2 separate regions of the Pan troglodytes genome follow, and region 1 is linked to region 2. A link is a contact called in public HiChIP or PLAC-seq data. All regions are on one chromosome and are shown on one strand. The core of a region is the stretch at or near the end of the contact, and the rest is flanking DNA. Distances in the headings are between cores, read along the strand shown.

Region 1 (5,105 bases), core at 984-3,483, 140 kb after region 2:
TTAAAACCACTTACAGCAAGAACTCGATGGAGTGCATAACATACACAGGATAGGGTACAGGCGAGGCAGATGGACCACACCACCAGAACCTAGAATTAGGAAATCCTCCCCTCCCCTCCCCTCCCACCCCCTCCCCCCTCCCCCTCCCCTCCCCTCCCACCCCCTCCCCCCCTTCCCCCTCCCCTCCCCTCCCATCCTCCCCTCCCCTCCCATCCTCCCCTCCCCTCCCCTTTTCTCTTCTTTTCTTTTTTTGAGACAGTCTCACTATGTTGCCCAGGCTGGAGTGCAATGGCGTGATCTCAGCTCACTGCAACTTCCGCCTCCTGGGTTCAAGCGATTCTCATGCCTCAGCCTCCCGAGTAGCTGGGATTACAGGCACGCACCACAATGCCCAGCTAATTTTTGTATTCTTAGTAGAGACGGGGTTTCACCATGTTGACCAGGCTGGTTTTGAACTCCTGACCTTAGGTGATCCACCCACCTCAGCCTCCCAAAGCGCTGGGATTACAGGCATGAGCCACTGCACCTGGCTAATATTGATATGTTTTCCCTCTCTCTGCCGCATCAGCCTGTCCCACTGACAGAGTTGAGGATGCTCAAGGCGGCTCAACAGAGGGTACCTGGAGCAACTCACACTGCACTATCAGAGAGACACAAGTGCAAGCACACTCAGCCACAGCTGCAGCTCACCAATCAGCCTGCTGAACAGACCTGAACTTTACCTGCATTTTTGGGGCAGAGCATATGGGTGCCAGAATGGGACCATAATCTTATCACCAATGAGTGGCCATTTAGGGATGATATAGTTGTCAACCCAGAGATGGCATGATCATGCCTTTTGACTTGGTCATTCTCTAAGTAAAACTTTTATTTGTTCCATCATATTTTCCACTTATTCTGTTTACCTTCAAAATATCTTTTTTTTTTTTTTTTTTGAGACAGGGTCACACTGTCACCCAGGCTGGAGTCCAGTGGCACTATCATGGCTCACCACAGCCTCAACCTTCAGGGCTCAGGTGATCCTCCCACCTCAGCCTCCCAAGTAGATGGGACTACAGGCACCTGCCACCACCCCCAGCTAATTTTTGTAGAGACAAGGTTTTGCCATGTTGTCCAGGCTGGTCTTGAACTCCTGGGCTCAAGGGATCCGCCCACCTCAGCCTCCCAAAGTGCTAGGATTATAGGCATGAGCCACTGTGCCCAGCCTACCTTCAACGTATCTAACTGGTTACTAACTTTTAGGATTCGGCCTATGTCTCACAACCTTCTTGCTTACTCAACATCCTTGTCTCTTAAGCCGCTAGCTTCTTCTCTATGGTTAACACTTTTTATGAGTTTTATTCATCTGCTTATTTTTCTTATCCTCTATACCAGAATTGAATATTTTCAAATACAGCACACTCATGTTACAATCTTTGAAATGAAAAAAAAAAATGCATAGGATTAGAAAAGAAACCAATTTTAATAAACTATATTTTAAAGTATAGTTCTATATTAAACAACAAGATCTAGGCCAGGTGCAGTGGCTCATGCCTGTAATCCCAGCACTTTGGGAGGTCGAGGTGGGAGGATTGCTTGAGGCCAGGGGTTCAAGACCAGCCTGGGCAACATGGAGAGATTCCCCATCTCTTTCTTTACACACACACACAAAAAATATCTGATAGCAACAGGTCCAGTCATTACCACAATTTCGAGTAGTGATGAGCTTAATAATATTTCGAGTTATCACCAACAACTGTAAAGTAACATGAAAACCTCTGTGATGACTATTGCCCACAAAGTCACAGGTACTGCTAATACTCCTGGGATTTGTAGTCAAATTCATAATAAAGGAAATGCTAGGTTTCAGTTGGTATTTTGTCCCGACGGTCTGTGGACGGCAGGTTAGAACGCCCGTCCAAGCCAGGGGGGTGGACCTAGCACTGCAGGGTCCACCTCGGGCCAATCAACTATATTCCCGAGGCGGGGGCCTGCGCTTCCCGGACCCAGCTGCCCTCAGGGGAGAGAGGACACACTTAAGAGTTTGGGGCCGGCGTGGTAGCTCATGCCCCTGATCCCAGCACTTCGGGAGGCTGAGGCGTGAAGATCACTTGTAGCAGGAGTTTGAGACCAGTCTAGCCAACTTGGCGAGACCCTGTCCCTAAAAAAAAATTTTTTTTTAATTAGCCAGTTGTGGTGAGCGCCTGTAGTCCCAGCTACTCGGGAGGCTGAGGTGGGAGGATCGCTGGGCTCAGGAGTTCCAGACTGCAGTGATCCATGATGGCGGCACTGCACTCCAGCGCAGTGAGACTCAGTCTCAAAAATAAAAGGGGGAGGGGTTGGGGGTAAAATTAGTTGTGAAAACAAGTAAGACTTCCTGGGACAGAACAATCAAAGGGGTGGCGCCGAGTCCTCCAAAGAGCTACTAGCTCAGCCCAAGCCCCGCCTCGGCCCCCAGGGCAGCGGCCTGCAGAACTCCACCCGCAGGCGCCCGGGAAACTCCGCCCCCCGGCCGGCAGGGGGCGCGCGCGCCGCCGGCCCCGCCCCGTGGACGTGGGCTCCGTGGGCGTTCCCGCGGCCAGGCATCAGCAATCTATCGGGGAACGGCGGTGGCTGGTGCGGCGTGTTCGGTGGCGGCTCTGGCCGCTCAGGCGCCTGCGGCTGGGTGAGCGCACGCGGGGCGGCGAGGCGGCAGCGTGTTTCTAGGTCGTGGCGTCGGGCTCCCGGAGCTTTGGCGGCAGCTAGGGGAGGATGGCGGAGTCTTCGGATAAGCTCTATCGAGTCGAGTACGCCAAGAGCGGGCGCGCCTCTTGCAAGAAATGCAGCGAGAGCATCCCCAAGGACTCGCTCCGGATGGCCATCATGGTGCAGGTGCGGGCCGCTGTGCGGGCGGCGGGGCGGGGACGCGGCGCCCCGGGTTAACTGTGTCCGGGAAGGCTGGGGGAGGGCGGGCCCAGGGAGCGAGCGGGCCCGGGCCCTCGGAGCGGCACTTGGGGCCTATGGGGCCGCGGCCGCCCCTCCTCCCGAGCGGCCTGGCCGACCCTTCCGGAAGGTTTTGCTGATGTTGCAGGAAAAGCCCGGGAAATAAAGTCTGCAGCTGGTGTTGCCTTTCGCTTTGTGAAAACGAGGAGCCTCTTCTCTTCTCCTTTCTGGGTGGTGGTGTTTTATTACTGCCGTTCGCCTCAGGGGTTGGGGGGGAATTGTACGTGGTCTCTTTAAGCTAATCTGATTTTGACCTATCTTGTTCTGGAGGGTTTTTGTTCTACATGGATGGTGGCGACTGACATGTGGGGTTTTTTTTTTTTTGTTAAACCTATTTTTGGCAGTCATTTCAACACGTCATTTAAACGCTCACCCTCATTTTTTATTTTAATTAGGCAGAACTATGCAGAAAGGTGTCATTTCTGTACAGTACATTCACTTTGAGCCTAATTTGTGCTTTAAAGTAACATTTTCCCCAAATTTTCCAGATTCACAGACGCGTTCTCTTGGTGCATTTGCAGCTGTCTGGTTTGAGTAAGAGTGGCTCCAGGGGGGTTTCTCATGTGGGCTTTTTGATAGATTGAATCCCCTTCTGAGGTTTCCTGAGCCTTCTGTGAGGTGGTGGGCTTGAAGGCCCCTGTCATTTCCCAGGGGCTCCTGCCTCCAGCTTCCAGTTTGCCGATGTCTACCTTTGTATTAATAATTCTGGTTCTCACCTGCCCTGTTCCTCCTCGCTTCCAAAATATTACCCAAGCTTAGTGCTCATGGTCAAGGTAGCTTGATTTTCCTCCCTTCCATGAGCTGTAATGTGTTTTAGGAATGACCAGATATCCCTCAGTGGATTTTCAGTACTTAGTACAAGGGAGGGCGACATTTACCGAGTGGATACCCAAGTGCCAGGTGTACTTCCGTTATCTTATTTCACAATATGCCTGTCATCTTGGTGTCCTCGGGGCATACCTAAGTCAGTACGTGGCACACAGTGCTTATTTGGTAGGCATTTTTTAAGTTCTAAGCACTCTGTTAGGTTTTAAGGACACAGAATCCACCTTTGGGAATTTCCAGTTTGGTTAAACGGGAATTGACAGGTAAACAAACATTACCGTAAGAGGGGATGGATGCCACCTGATGGAGCTGTGCTCTAGGCATTGTGTGCCTAGGAGTCCGCGATGACCCAGCTAAGGGTGGAAGCTTGATTAGGAGTCGTTAATTCACAGAAGTGGAGCAGAAAGATGAGGATAGGGAAGTAGACAGGGCCTACAATTTGAAGAGCCTTGTTGCCCACTAAGGAACCTAGAACTTACTTTGAATATACAAGGCAGCCTGTTATGAAGTTCTCACTCCTGGTGGAGGAGCTCTTAACCCAGGGTCTGTGGGATGGTAGGTAGAAGGCAAGAGGTCCATGAGTTTAGATAAGAAAAAATTGATATCTCCATCTCCACTAACCTCTAGATAAAATTATTTCCTCTAATCATAAATGTAAGCAGCAAAGCAAAGGCATATTAGCAGTCCCTATTTTTTTTTCACCAGTGATAATTACAGATATTTTCATATCACTTTACAGTTGGAAGTTTTTCAAAATATAATTTACTCTCATTGCTACAAAAATCACAGTTATTAGAGGCTGTACTAGATCTTGTTATTTAATGCTTAAAAGCTCACGGGTTACTGTACCCAAATTACCTTTCAAATGTTTTGATAATTATCTCAGTGTTTCCTTTTCGAGCCTTTTTGTTTGTTTTGTTTTTTGAGATGGGGTCTCACTATGTTGCCCAGGCTGGTCTCAAACTCCTGAGCTCAAGCGATCCATGCACCTCGGCCCCACAAAGTGCTAGGGTTACAGGCATGAGCCACCGTGACTGGCTATTTGCGAGCCTTTTTATTACGCATTTTTAAATGTTATTCTGAGAAAGGGACATCCAGGCGCCTTAACAGGTGGGCAGAGTACCGTGTTCTGGTGGAAAGACAAACAAAACCCAAGTCCAGACTGTGTTGAGGCTAGAACAACACCGCTGTGGAGGAAGTTAGAGGAGGCTTAACTGTGGGGGAGGCCAGATGGAGGAAACTGAACCTGATCAAGTTTAACATTCTGGGGCCGGGCTTGGTGGCGCATGCTTGTAATCTCAGCACTTTGGGAGGCTGGG
Region 2 (4,556 bases), core at 702-3,201:
CTGGCGCCAATGCATTTGTTTCCTCAAAAGACCATAGGGTGGCATTTACCTCACCACTTAAAAAAAAAAAAAAAAAAAAAGGTGGATCAAGATGCATACTGGCTCAGGAGGATCTTCATATCCGCCAGAGGGAGGGGCAGGCAGTCTCTTTTTACTCCAGCAGGTGAGAATTTCTGATAAAACTAGATTAACACCAGCTGGCCTCCTTGCAGTGTCTAAATGTGCAAAGAGAGCTGATCTGATGACACCAGCCAGGGGGACAGGCTGCTGGAGGCACCCCAGAAGAGAGAAGCCCAACTAAAGGCCACCTAACTTACTGCTCAGATAGGCTGCTCTGGCCGCAGCAGCCCCTTAGGGTAGAAAGACAAGTAAGCTCGGAGGGGAAAGTGAACGGGTCCTGCGTGGGTGGCTGTGGCCTTGGCTATCACCGCAGCAGAGGCCCCTGCTAAGCAGGCGAAGAGCGATGAGACCGTGAGAAAGGCCAAAGTCAAACTGAAAACCCCTTCCAGCTGGCCTCTGCTCTTGGGAACTTGGAACCATACGTTGGCAACAGGCTCGCCGACAGGGGCACGCTTTCTCCCGGAGAGGGCACTGGGGCGCCTGGCTCTTCGGGCGGGCACGGGAGAGGGGGGCACCTCCCAGCACGCAGGAGCAGCCAGTGCCAAGCTGGAGGAGGGGAGGGGCGTGCAGGCAGAGACCTGGGGGTGGAGTTAAGGGAGGGAGGGTCAGGAAAACTTCTCATTCCCTGCCTCCATTCACCCTCCCGCACCATCTCTGTAAGGGGCCTCTGCTTTAAAACGTGGGACATAGATGCCACCAGAACCCCTGCCGGCTGCCGGAGTCCTGCACAGAATTACATCGGCGCACTCTCTACTTCTCAGGAACAGAAGGGATCCGAGGGAGCTATGGGTTCATCTCTGGCCACATGCATCCAAACTAATAAAATCATCCCCCATCCCCCTGGCGCCCTGCGGGGTGCTGGCGGAAGTGCAGGTACCCCTGAATGAGGCGGAGGAGACTCTGGCTAGAGTTCTCGTCCCCACACGGTCCGCACTCCGCGAACCAAAGGGGGCTGCAGGTATATCTAGCCCGGCTCGTCCCCTTTCCCCGGCTCAGCTGACTTCGACGCCCGGGAGTTTGATCCTCGCCGCCGAGGCCCTAGAGCTCATTCTGACCCGACCCCATTCCTCTCAGGGAAGTGGGCTCGCGGACGGATGCACACGACGGAGAGAAGGAGCAGAAATCGGGGCGCCGGGACGGGAGCCCTACTCCGAAGCCGGCAGAGCCATTCCGGCCGCCGCTGCGGGCTCCAACATTGGCCGCAAAGTTTCCGGCTCTTTGGGGCCCCGCCTGCGGGTCGGAGACCCCAGCGCAGCCTCTCCCCTCTGGGGTGCACACTCCACGCGCTTCTGCCACCTGCCAGGGGACGCCAGGAGCGGGCGGTCGCGCGTGGTCGCAGCACTTGGAGCGCGCGGCCCCGCCAGGAGGTCTCCGGCCGCGCCCTTCTCTCCCCCCACGCCCTCCCGCGGCGGGGTCGGGGTCGCAAGGGTCGCGGCAGCCGTGTCTTACCCAGTCCCGGCACGAAAGTGTTGAGGAAGAGGCAGATGACGGCCACGGGGAAGGGCATGTAGGGGATGGCGGCGCGCAGGGGGCCCTTCTTCTCGCGGACCTGCACCACCACCCCGCTGGACGAGGACGCCCCCCGGGGGTCCGCCGCCGCCACCGCTGCCGCCGCCGCCGCCGTCTCGGCGTCTTTGTGCGAGGGCTCCATGGCCGGGCGCGCTCTCAGGCAGCCGGGCAGCACGGCCGGAGCTGGCGCCCAGCGTACGGGAGCAGGAGACTGTCGGCTGCGGGCTCCGGGCTCCGCGCCGAGCTCAGGCGGCCGCCGTGCTCCGTGCGCCGCGCGGCTCGCGGAGACTCCCGCCCTCCGGCGTCCCCACACGCCCGGCGGAGGGGCGGGGAGGGCGGCGCGACACCCGGTGACAGCGCTCTGACGCCCCTCCTCGCCAGGCCCCTTCCCCGCCCCCTCCCCCCAACCAAAACCACCGCTCACAAGGAATGGAAAATCAGGGAGAAGGGAAAGCAGTGGAAGAGGACCGCAAAGGGGGCTGTTTGCCCAGGTGCTGGAAGGGGTGGACACACCTCGCCCTCCCAAACAGGTGAACTAGGAACCTTGACCACGAAGCCCTGCGAACTGGGAGTGTGTGCTTGGCTGACACCGTCGGGAAAGCCTCGAGGCTGAGTCCCCTGATCTAGAGCAAGCCTTTGGCCAGGGACATGGGGACAAGGGACGGACCGCGCGGCGCCTGACACCTAGTCGGCCTTCAGTGCATTGTGATTTAAATGATTTTGTTTGGGGCGAGCGCAGTGGCTCCCGTCTGTATTCCCAGCACTTTGGGAGGCCAAGGTGGGAGAATTGCTTGTGCCCAGGAGTTCGAAACCAGCCTGGGCAACGTAGCGAGACCCGCCCCCCCGCCCCCCCCCAGCTCTATTTTGTAAAAAAAAAAAAAAAAATTCACTTAAAAAAAAATATATGAGTGAATTTGTTTCAAGTGTCAGAGAAAAAGCAATCCAGAGATCGGATCGATAATAGAGGAAACAGATTTGCAAACACCAGGCCAGGTCTCCGCAAGACTAGTTAAAAGATGGGACACTTCCCTACACACACGCACCAAAAGCAGAAAGAAATGCGCCTGTTGCAGGCTTGTTGGGCAGCGTTCACCATCCCCTTAACTATACTGGAGGAAACCTGAGCCTTCTGTGAGCCCGACGTGGTGGTTAAAGAGCCAGTGAGGACACAGCGCCGTCTGGCGTTAATAATGGGGCAGTTGGTAGAAGCAACAGCCGGCAGCTTGAGGTCCTGTTTTGAATTCGATTTTCTGAATAAGGCTGCTTCGCCTCCGCACCTGGAAAAAGTAAACGGATGAAAGTTACCGCCTCTAACGTTAGGGAGGGGTTAAAGGCTTCGGAATTATCCAGACAGTCAGCAAATCGTCTGAATAATTGGAAGGGTGCAATAGCCTCCCTTCAGGAATAATAGTGATTATTATTATAAACAACCCAGGGTCTCAGAAGAGGCTAAAAGAACATGGGTTATTGTATACTTATACTTATTGTATAAGTCTCTGAATAAAATAATTTTAAAAGCAAATGGCCAGGGGTTAGTGATACTGGTGGACACACACATGCATGTATACACATACACAGATACACACACACACGAGTCATTAGCTTAGGTTTGGCAGTCAGAAGAACAGGGTTAAAAATTTTAGTCTTTGTTCAGCCACTAAAACCTGTATGGCTTAGAAGAACTCGCTTAGCCTTTTCTGGCCTGGAGTTACTATGTTTGTTAAAATCATAGCAAGCTTCCATTTAATACACACTTATTGAAGGCCTACTAAGACTTAGATTCCAGGGAGAGAGAAATGAGTAAAATCCAGCCTCTGCCTTCAAGAATCTAAGAAATGAGCTGAGAGATACTGACATCTACAAAGATAGACTTACAGAAACAGTGAGGAATGTTGCAGCTGTGATGTGCTGGAGGTGCTGCGACAACATGGACCTATCTGTGAAGCCAGCTAGCGTGGGGGAGGCCTCGGGGAGGTGTCCCAAAGAAGGCGATACTCAAAGGGACTTGAGCAATGACTACAGTTAACTATTTGCAGATTTGTTTTATTTTCAACAAACACTTATTTATCCAAGCACTCTCTGCCAGGCATCATTCTAAAAACCCTTTACACATTTTAACTCTTTTAATCCTTACCATAACTCTACAAAGTAAGGATTATTTATTACCCCATTTTACAGATGGGGCAATTGAAGCACAGAGAAGTTAAACAGGCTGCACAAAGTCCCCCACTAATCAGTGGTAGAGCTGGCAGCTGAATGCAGGCAATCTGGCTCCAGAATCAATTCTATATAACCAGTATTTTATTCAGAGACCTAGAAAATAACCCACATTCTGTGAATATTCTTTTGCAGAGCACTTGAACTGTCTTAGGGCCAGTCAATCATTCCTCCTGGAGAAAAAGGATTTCAGGGATGTCAGTGGATTTGCATCCCCCAGTTTTCCAGATGATTTGCTGAATATCTTGGATGTCAGAAAGACATCCAGGCAGAGCAACAAAATATACAAAGGCATGGGAGCCCAGGGAAGTAGGGATGATTCCAGGAATTGCAGTGTGGCTGGCACTAGGGCTTGTGTGGGCAGAGACAGGAGATGGATCTGGTGGGGTGGACAGGCATCTAGTACTGAATGGCAAAGGAATTTGGACTTCATCTTGGTGGTGGTGATGCAGAATCACTGGAACATTTTAAGCAGGGGTGTGGCATAACTGTTCCAGTTACTATCACTGTGTCACAGATTACCCCCAAATTTAGCAGCTTAACACAACCATTTTTTTCTGATCACAAATTCTGTGGTCAGGAGCTTGGACAGAGCACACCAAGATAATTCTTCTTTGCTCCTTGTATCTGGAGCCTCAGCTCGGGAGACTGAAATGGCTGATAGCTGGAACAGCTGGGGCTAGAGGATCCACTTCTGAGAAGATTCTCAG

What was found. HiChIP or PLAC-seq counts read pairs in DNA pulled down with a chosen protein or histone mark.
Region 1: a contact with region 2 is called in an H3K4me3 HiChIP or PLAC-seq map of stem cell-derived excitatory neurons, with 2.1 times the contacts expected there. The contact joins the promoter of PARP1 here to the promoter of STUM in region 2. A contact is called at or near these places in 1 of 7 Hi-C or Micro-C datasets (stem cell-derived neural progenitor cells) and 1 of 1 datasets of contacts at active chromatin or transcription factors (stem cell-derived excitatory neurons).

What each region holds. Positions count from the first base shown.
Region 1 is chr1:22,885,033-22,890,137 of NHGRI_mPanTro3-v2.0_pri, forward strand. PARP1 (poly(ADP-ribose) polymerase 1) reads left to right here and starts at 2,234. Exons shown (of 23, transcript XM_003949705.5): 1 at 2,234-2,850. The coding sequence starts at 2,731.
Region 2 is chr1:22,741,438-22,745,993 of NHGRI_mPanTro3-v2.0_pri, forward strand. STUM (stum, mechanosensory transduction mediator homolog) reads right to left here and starts at 1,952. Exons shown (of 3, transcript XM_009441577.4): 1 at 1,570-1,952. The coding sequence starts at 1,771.